3 separate regions of the Mus musculus genome follow, and regions 1 and 2 are each linked to region 3. A link is a contact called in public HiChIP or PLAC-seq and Micro-C data. All regions are on one chromosome and are shown on one strand. The core of a region is the stretch at or near the end of the contact, and the rest is flanking DNA. Distances in the headings are between cores, read along the strand shown.

Region 1 (2,700 bases), core at 187-2,686, 400 kb before region 3:
AAGGCTGGGGTACACCTCCTGAGAATTGATCCCCCTCTACAGAGAGGAGAACAAGTGCCCTTGGGCTACCAGCTAGGGCAAACCAGACTGATGCTCAGCACTGAGCAAGCTATTCTGCATGCTGCTCCCTCCGGCTGTTTAAGTCAATGTCACCAGAGTCCAACCAAGGTGGCAGGGTATTCTGGGCTGAAGTTAGCAATAGCCCTGTATAGTAAGCCGAGAAAACCTCAAGCCCCCAAATTCCACGAGGCACAAAATATTCCTGGAGTCAAACCACGGGAATCACTGCAAAGGGCTCCAGCCGCGACTCACATGCATCCTGAAATTGGTGTGGAGGGAGAGCTATTTGGGGGTGCTGCCTCACCGTGGCACCCCGCGATATTCCCACCCACCACTCCTTTCCTCAGTCCCCGGTGGCGGCGGCGGCTCCTCAACTCACGCTTCCCCGCACTTCACAAGAGGTCCTTTTCAACAAAACAACACAACTCACCACCCCCCTCCCCAGCACCCGCACCGGCCCGATCCAGGGCTACGCCCAGTCCGCCACCAGGCTTTGCGCACCCGGGAGCGCGCTTCTCGTACTCGCTTCCCAGCAGACACCCTTGCCTCTGTCCTAGACAATCCCATAGCTCCACTATAGTACGGACCAAGATCCAATCTCGGGCTCTGCGGCCCAGCTTGGGCCCTGCCCCTCCCCCTCCCCAGCCTCCCGAAGGGACAGGAGGGACAGGACGGCGCGCGCAGAGTGTCCCTTGTTAACCGCCTAGGCGCCGCGGGAGTCTGGAGCTCCAGGGATGGGACTCACCGGAATGTGCACTCGCAGTGACCGCCTCTTCAGGCTAGGGTTCTTTTTGCCACTGCTCCCGCCCGGGCTGGAAACCTCTTTCTTCTTCTTGGTGTCCATGGCTGCGCTTCCCATAACTTTAGCTAGAAGTTAATTCCGGTGCCTCGTCCCCGGGGTTCGGTCCCCTCGCTGCCTCCCAGGACTGCTGCCGTTACACTGGAGCCACGCGCTTTTTATGACTGTCCTCCCACCCTGAAAACACCTCGTGGGGACTTCCGCGGGGAGGGCGGGTGGCGCAGGTAACACGCGGGGCTCCACCCGAGGGGCTGGCAGTCCGCGGAATGCCGGGTTGGAGCGTCCTCTTTCTCCTACGGAATCATTGGGTGCAGAGTCTCGGCCCGTGCTACTTTTGGTTACGCGTGGCAGAAGTCTTGTGCTGGGTGATAAAGTTTTCCTCCTTCTGCAAAGCGAAGCAACATTTTCCACCTCTCGGCTCCTCCCACAAATTCCCAGAGGTAGTCGGCCAGGCAGGTGCAATTAACAACAGCAATTTGGAAAACAGCCTTCTCGTGTCTGTGCCTCGATGGAAACGGTGGCCAGAGACACTTGGTAGAGAAATGCATAACCCTGGGCCGCACAATAAAGCGACAGGGAGCCTGGGACCCGGAGGGCCTCCTCTTTGGGCGAGAGGGAGGGCAGAGGGGGAAGAGGAGGTGCAAAGGCGAAGACTCGTCGCAATTGGGCTGGCGCGTGGCCGCAGGAATAAACTGTGGCGGCGGCTGGCTGGGTTCTGCGGGCCGAAGGGCGCGCCCCAGCCCCTAGGGGAGAATAGGGCAGGGCGCCCGCCCCGGGCGGCCTCTGAGCCGCGGCCCCCGGGACCCGGGGAACTGTGGGGGCCGGGTCTGGCACCAACGTAGGCTCTGGGAGCGCTGGGCGGTGGCAGGCGGCGCGCGCGTTGAACAGGAAGTGCGCGGCGTGCGGCGCCACTGTCCCACTCCACGCGGCCCACGCTGCCCCCGGGTGGTCGCCGTGCACTCTCTGTCTCAAGGTAGGCCAGCTCCGGACTCGCCAGGAGCTGATTCTGATCCATCTGGTTTTGCTGTGTCTCTGTTTAGGTCCAGCCCCCGGAAACACACACCCGCAGCCCGACCACGCCACGATTGAAGCCCCGGGTCAAAGTGGTTCGGGTGACCGCACTCGCTTCTCGCAACGCCGCCCCCCTGCGGCGTAGGGAACCCCATCCTGTCCAGAGCGGCCTGTGGCGTGGTGAGTGCAGGCTTTTCTCCACAACTTGGTTCTTTTCAGATTCATCAAAGATTGCGCAACAAACCTTGATCTTTGGCAAAGGCGCTCTGGTCTCAGTAAATGCTGAAGTCCTAAAACCACGAGAGGAAATGGGTGCGTCGGAGCCTGAAACCAGGGCGAACACGCCACGTGCTCCCGGATCTTCAGAGCCACTGGCTGCAGATCTGGTACTGCGGGCTGCTCAGGGCCCTGGTGTTCCTCCCAGGCAGCAGGACCTTGGCTTCTGGTCTGAGTGAGGGGCGTGCTTCCTCTCCTGCTCAGAATTGAATACCGGCTGACCCCAGTGATCACTCCAGCTCTTTGAAGCTAACATCAGCCCACCTGCTCCCTGTAAACAGTAATACACGGACAGTACCTATAGCATAAACGTGATAGGGGTTCCTTTGACGAAGACATGACACGGGTAAGGAGATGGCCTTTACTCCTCTTCCTGCTCTCCCACCGTAGAGGATGTGGTTACCACTTTAAGACCATGATTTAGTAAAGGACCTGTCTGTCCCATGAGAAACCCATTGCTGGGTCCAGCAATCCCCTGGATTTCCACGGTACCAGCCAAGTTCCTGCAAATTAGGTAAAACCCTACAGCTGGGGGGAAGGGGGCGATCCTTGGT
Region 2 (2,700 bases), core at 54-2,553, 300 kb after region 3:
TCATCTTCCATCTTTCCCCGTCTCCTGTGTCACTCCCTGTCTTTGCAACTCTTAGCTTTGCCTCCCCTTTCCCTGTTCAATCCCAGGCTTCTTGTTGTATTAATATTTAAAATAATTGGACAGGGAAAATTCTGCTACATAGGGGTGTTTTGCCTGCATGTATATCTATCCATCATGTGTGTGTGGTGCCTGCAGAGGTCAGAAGAGGGCATTGGATTCTCTGGGACTGGAGTTACAGATGGTTTCTCAATTACAGAGCCATCCTTTCATCCTCATCTTTTTATTTTGTAGTTTATGTGTGTGTGTTTGTGTGCACGTGGGTTTGTGCACTCGTGAGTGCAGAGCCCTGCACAGTCCAGAAGAGGATATCGAGTCCCTTGGAACTGGATTTATAGGCAGTGCTGAGCCACCTGAGATGGATACTGAGAGACAAATTCAAACCCTCTGCAAGAGTGGTGTGTGCTCTGAACCACTGGGCATCTCTCCAGCCCCAAACCACGGTACTGTTGGCTGCAGTTCTTATGGGAGAGCCTTGCCAGAAACACAGTTGAAGACGCTAGGGCAGACGTGTGGGTGTTGAGGTAGGTGCAGGCCTCAGTCACCCTGGACCACTCACTCACCCAGTGCTTGCTTTTGTGCTGAGAGGTTTCTGTTTGCAGAGGTCTCATTTACAAGACTGGTTTGAGGATGTGTGTGCTGAAGTGGCTTCAGGAGAGATGGATCTGGAGCTGGCCTGGCTTGCACCAGACTCATATTCCATAGTGCAGGAGAGAGAAAAAGAGGAAGAAGGGAGGATAGGTAAGAAGAGTGGAGAGAGGGAGGGAGGGAGGGAGGGAGGGAGGGAGGGAGGGAGGGAGGGAGGGAGGGCAGGCAGGCATCAGGGCTGAAGCAAGCCTGTGATCCAAGGGGCTACAGGCTGGATGTGGACATGGAGAGGTGGAAGCTGAGCCCCATGCAGCCTGGCAGGAGATGGGATTGAGGTCTGGGGAATAGTCATGTGATAGACTGCATTGTCTTCCTAGGGATCCTCAATTTGACATCAGGAATGCTTACAGGGTCCTGAGGGCTTCCATCAGGGCCTGGCTACTGGAACTGTACTATCAGTAAATCTGTCCAGGCCTCACTTGTGTCTGTCTGTTGAAGATTTTGTGTAGTCTTGGCCTCATTGTTTGAAGGTTTTTTGTTTTTTGTTTTTTTCCTATTTTTGCTTTGAGGATGTTGTGCAAGGCTTAGGCTGAGGAGAGTGGGGTGAGCATAGCAGTAAAGAGAGAGGGCAGTGAACAGCACTGTGAATAGGGCGGGGTGGAGGGGGCGAGTTCCCTGTGCTCACTGCATCCTGGGGAGTTGCCAACAGCTCAGACTAGGTGCCTTCTCGGATGAGGGCTTGCCAGCAGAGGGGCCTGAGGTAGCATTTGCTGCTGTTCTTTCTTGAGCTGGATCTTACTGTGTAGCCCTGGCCGGCCTGGACCTCTCCATGCCTCTAACTCACATAGCTTTACCTGCCTCTGCTCTCCTGATGCCGAGATTAAAGATGTGGACCCTTACTCCTGGCCTGTTATTTCTAATTAAATGAAATTAAATATAGCCTTAATATTTTGGCTTGGTTAATTAAATGCAAGAGAAAATACAGGAAAGCTCCCGGACCCCACCCACAAATGCACACATACAGTCAGGTGCTCCTTAAGGAAGTGCTGGCCAGCGCTGGCCTGGACGGGACACAGGCTTTGGAATGTTTTAGTTGGTGTAAGTGAACTTGCTTGCTATGCTGTCACCTGAAGTGAGGTTCTCAGATGACAGCTGTCTGTGATGACACCTTTCGGGCTCAGTCTCAGCCCCTCCTTCCTGTTCCTTCCTCTGGTGGATATTTTCTGCCTAGATTCTAGTGTTATGTTTCATCGTTATGTCCTATGTATAAAGGTCCACTGTGCTGTGAATTTTAAAAGCAATTTTGTTCAACGTTTCAACATTATCTTAAAAAAACCTCTTCAGTGTTGTCTTTAGTTTCTATAACTGCTAATGTATGCAGTTCTGAAGCCAAGTCTAGTGAGACTATAAAACTTCGTCTCCTTTTGTAGACTCCTCTTGCTTCAGCCTCCCCGTGCTGGGATTGCAGACATAGGTTATTACATCCAGCTAACATTTTAGCAACACAAATATTTTCCAGTTTTTCTATTTTACAGAACGGGTGCCCTTGCTCACCTGCCCGAGCAGGGATCCAAGCTGCTCTGGTTGTGTGGCTGCTCTGCTGCCGGCTTCTCAGGAATCCAGTTTTGGTCTCTGCCTACTGGCAACTCCAGCGAATGTAAAGTTACCTGGCTTTTAGAATTTGATTTCTGTGCTTAGTGGTAAACCTGAGCACCATTCCTTAGCTGTTCATGCTTTTTTCCATTTTTAAAATTGCATTTTTGGTAAGTTTTGTGTTGTGGGGACACTAGGCATCATGTACTGATTTGTTACAGCTATTATTCCTATTTTTGTGACTATTTGTTTATCTTTGTGATGTTTGTGTGTACTAACCACTGAGCTACATTCCTAGTGCACTGTGACATTTTTAAAGTGTGAAATTTTAGATTTTGATAGAGTCAAACATTGCAATATTTTTCAGCTCATAATGTTGCTATTTTTTAAAGTGCACTCCAATTCCAAAGGAATTGTGTATTTTCTGAGTTAAGTTTTGAATACGTGTGAAAGATAGCTAGC
Region 3 (2,700 bases), core at 186-2,685:
AGGGTGCTTGCTTGCTATGGCTCAGTTAACACTATTTTTGCTGCAACCACCAGACACAACAAATGAATGCACGTAAACCAAACAAACAGCCTATCCATAAATGTGCTGACTTCTTCCTGCAAGTCCCAGCGCACCCTTCCACCGCCAACAGTTCAATGAGAATATCATACAATGAAATGAGTAAGCAACACACGCCATTCTGCAACTTTGAAAGACGGTCACCAATCTTCCGCAGCACCCCGAAGAGCCACTATTGCTGATCAACTAACTCATTGGCACTAAAACGGTTTCCTTAATTTTCAAGCCAAGTTGCCGAATAACCACTTTTTAAGACAACACTTCTTGCCCAGTTCATCCACCCGGCACAGTCCTCACGGACGCTCAAAAACAATCGAAAGCCATTGCCTGCCCAGCTGGAGTTGAAGTTACTCGTCCAGCGACGTTTAAAGCTGTCTCCCCTAAACAAAGTGCTCTGGGCCGTCAGCGCCGCGGAACCCGGCCGCGTTCCCGAAACTCCGACTCGCCCGCTTACACCTGGGCCCGTGCGATCCCGAGCGCCGGCTGCGGAGCCGGGCGGTGCGGTTCGGGGCGGTGGGGGATGGGGAGGACAGGCTCGAATGGCTTCCTAATGTATCATTAAGAAGCAAAAGCACCGGTCTGGGAGCAAGAAAAGTTAAAGGAGCCGCGAGCTGACAAAGAGCGCCGGCCGCCGCACCCGGACCACCCGGCCGCGGCGTTTGACAGCTCCGTCCCTGGCGCCCACAGCTTTGTGGCTCCGAGAGGCCGGGCCGGCAGCAAGCTGGGCGTGCTCGGCGGGGCGTGTGCGGACGCCGGGCTAGGCCCTGGGGAAGCCGCCGGGCGGTTCTCCCAGAAGCGAGGCCGAACTCCAAAGTAAAGTGCGCGGCGCGGCCGGCGGGACCTGCGCGGGCGCCGCCGAACCGGGCCGCGCCTGGGCCGCCCCGCCCCCACCGGGCCGGGGGCCTGACAGCTCCGGGCCGCGCCGCCGCTGGCCGCCCGCCTGGCTCCCTCGCGCTCAACTTACTTCTTTCTGGCTCTCTGGAAAGGGGAAGCGCCATCTTTGCGAGGCCGGCCCCGAGGTCTTTTGTCTGCGGCTGCGGGGCTCGGGGCCGGGGCTCCGGGCTCCTCGGGGGGTGCTGGCGGCGGCTGCTGCTGCTCCGCGCTCCGGTCCTCCTCCGACGACATCCTAGTCACCAGGAAAGACACATGGATCCCCGTCCTCCTCCTGGGGGGCTCCTCCCGCCGCAGCGGCCGCAGCCGCCGCCGCTGCTGCTGCTCGAGTTGCTCCTCCCCGGCTCAGCCTCTCGCATTTCCCGCAGCCCCGGGAGCAGCAGCAGCAGCAGCAGGTACCGGGAGAGGCGGCAACATGGAGCTAGCAGGACACGCACTCACACACATCGGCGCGGGCGCGCGCACTCGGCGCGCAGGGGCCGGCGGGGGGCGGCGGGCAAGCGGGCGGGGCGGGCGGGGCCGGCCGCGCGGGGCGGGGCGCCGCGGCCAAGGCTGGGGCCGGCGGGGCCGGGCCGGAGGGCGGCGCCGAGCGGGGCGGGGCGGGGCGCGACGCGAGGGGCGCGGGCCGGGGGCGGCCGCAGGGGTCTCCGCCCGGCCCCTCCCCCAGGCCGCCCGCGGCGGGAGGAGAAAGGGCCGCGGAGGGGGGCGGCGGGCCGGGCCGGGCCGGGGCGGGGCCAGCCACCCCTCCCCCGCGCCGTCAGCCCGTCAGGCCCACGCCGCGGCGAAGTTTTGACAGCTGCTCCAGTTGTTGTGGTGGGTTCCGGGGTGGTGCGAGCGCCGGCCCCTCGGTCGCGCGCTGGCGATCGCTCCCTCACACACTGCTCGCTCACGGCGTTCCCTGTGGCTAGCTCCCTCACGCTCGGTTCAACGCACGGCTAGCTCTCGCTCTTCCCTATCGTTTGCCCGCTCTCCGGCCGGCGCTTTGCTGCCTCACGCTCAGGATCGCTCCCTCACGCTAGCTTTCGGCCCCATCAAGCTTGGCTCCCTCACGCTGGGATCCCTCTCGCTCGCTCGCGAACGCTCCCCCACGCCCGCTCTCTCTCTGGGGGCAGCAAAGGAGGAAGTTTTGCGGCTGTGCGTTCACCACACAAACAACACACGCACACGGCAGTGGCCGTCGCGCGAGGCCTGCACCCGGGTCCCCCGGGGCGACCCGCACCACAGACCTCTCAAACTCGCCGCCGGCTCGCCCACACACAGGCGCCTCCCGCCCCCGCCCCCAGCGCGCTGCTGCCACTCACGGGGCTGAGTCCGCGCATGCGCCCCGCGCTACCCGGCCGCCGCCGCTGACCTCACCGCCCCTCCCCCGCCCGCTCTGACGCGGCGGTGGCTGCAACTCGGGCTCTGGCGGGCGCTAAGCTGCGGACCGGGCATCCGGGATCAGGGTCCAGCCCGGCCGGAGGAGGGGGGAGGGATCGATGTAAACACTCCGGAGCGTGCACCCGCGTGCGGTGCGCGCACGTGCGTCCGCGACCCCCTGCGGGCGTGGGCCGCTCCAGGCCTGGCGGAGTCCCACGTAGGCTTCCCTAGTGCGGCGCAACCGTGGCAGGACAACGTTAGATCCTAACTCCAGCTGTAGTTTCTCCGTCCGACGTCATGTTTTAAACACCGTGAGACCGGAGGCTGCCGTACAAAAAACCAAGCGGACAGGTTGAGTGGGAAAAAAATGTC

What was found. Hi-C and Micro-C count contacts between places; a contact is called where the count stands out from the background. HiChIP or PLAC-seq counts read pairs in DNA pulled down with a chosen protein or histone mark.
Region 1: a contact with region 3 is called in a Micro-C map of embryonic stem cells, with 4 times the contacts expected there. The contact joins the promoter of Prkag2 here to the promoter of Kmt2c in region 3. A contact is called at or near these places in 6 of 484 Hi-C or Micro-C datasets (embryonic stem cells, erythroblasts, granulosa cells and 1 more), 2 of 115 datasets of contacts at active chromatin or transcription factors (large pre-B cells and microglia) and 1 of 9 other capture datasets (adipose tissue).
Region 2: a contact with region 3 is called in an H3K4me3 HiChIP or PLAC-seq map of forebrain, with 8 times the contacts expected there. The contact joins the enhancer-like site here to the promoter of Kmt2c in region 3. A contact is called at or near these places in 2 of 39 promoter capture datasets (3T3-L1-derived adipocytes and maxillary cranial neural crest), 1 of 484 Hi-C or Micro-C datasets (cerebral cortex) and 9 of 115 datasets of contacts at active chromatin or transcription factors (the 230-238 cell line, DN3 thymocytes, astrocytes and 5 more).

The regions. Positions count from the first base shown.
Region 1 is chr5:25,099,206-25,101,905 of GRCm38.p6, forward strand. It overlaps Prkag2 (protein kinase, AMP-activated, gamma 2 non-catalytic subunit), which reads right to left and starts at 1,437. Exons shown (of 16, transcript NM_145401.2): 1 at 806-1,437. The coding sequence starts at 919. Gm42232 (a long non-coding RNA gene) reads right to left here and starts at 798. Exons shown (of 2, transcript XR_880887.2): 1 at 648-798. 2900005J15Rik (RIKEN cDNA 2900005J15 gene) reads left to right here and starts at 1,770. Exons shown (of 1, transcript NR_027851.1): 1 at 1,770-2,700.
Region 2 is chr5:25,800,633-25,803,332 of GRCm38.p6, forward strand. All of the region lies in intron 2 of Actr3b (ARP3 actin-related protein 3B), which reads left to right. Among named protein-coding and RNA genes, the nearest start is that of Gm42237, 30 kb to the left of the region's middle. Within about 2 kb of position 1,304, at least 16 of the 459 cell types and tissues checked have an H3K27ac peak or open chromatin away from gene starts, as enhancers often do. A contact at or near this core is called in cerebral cortex and forebrain, where this site is marked.
Region 3 is chr5:25,497,348-25,500,047 of GRCm38.p6, forward strand. It overlaps Kmt2c (lysine (K)-specific methyltransferase 2C), which reads right to left and starts at 1,436. Exons shown (of 59, transcript NM_001081383.2): 1 at 1,043-1,436. The coding sequence starts at 1,203. 4831440E17Rik (RIKEN cDNA 4831440E17 gene) reads left to right here and starts at 2,450. Exons shown (of 1, transcript NR_030700.1): 1 at 2,450-2,700.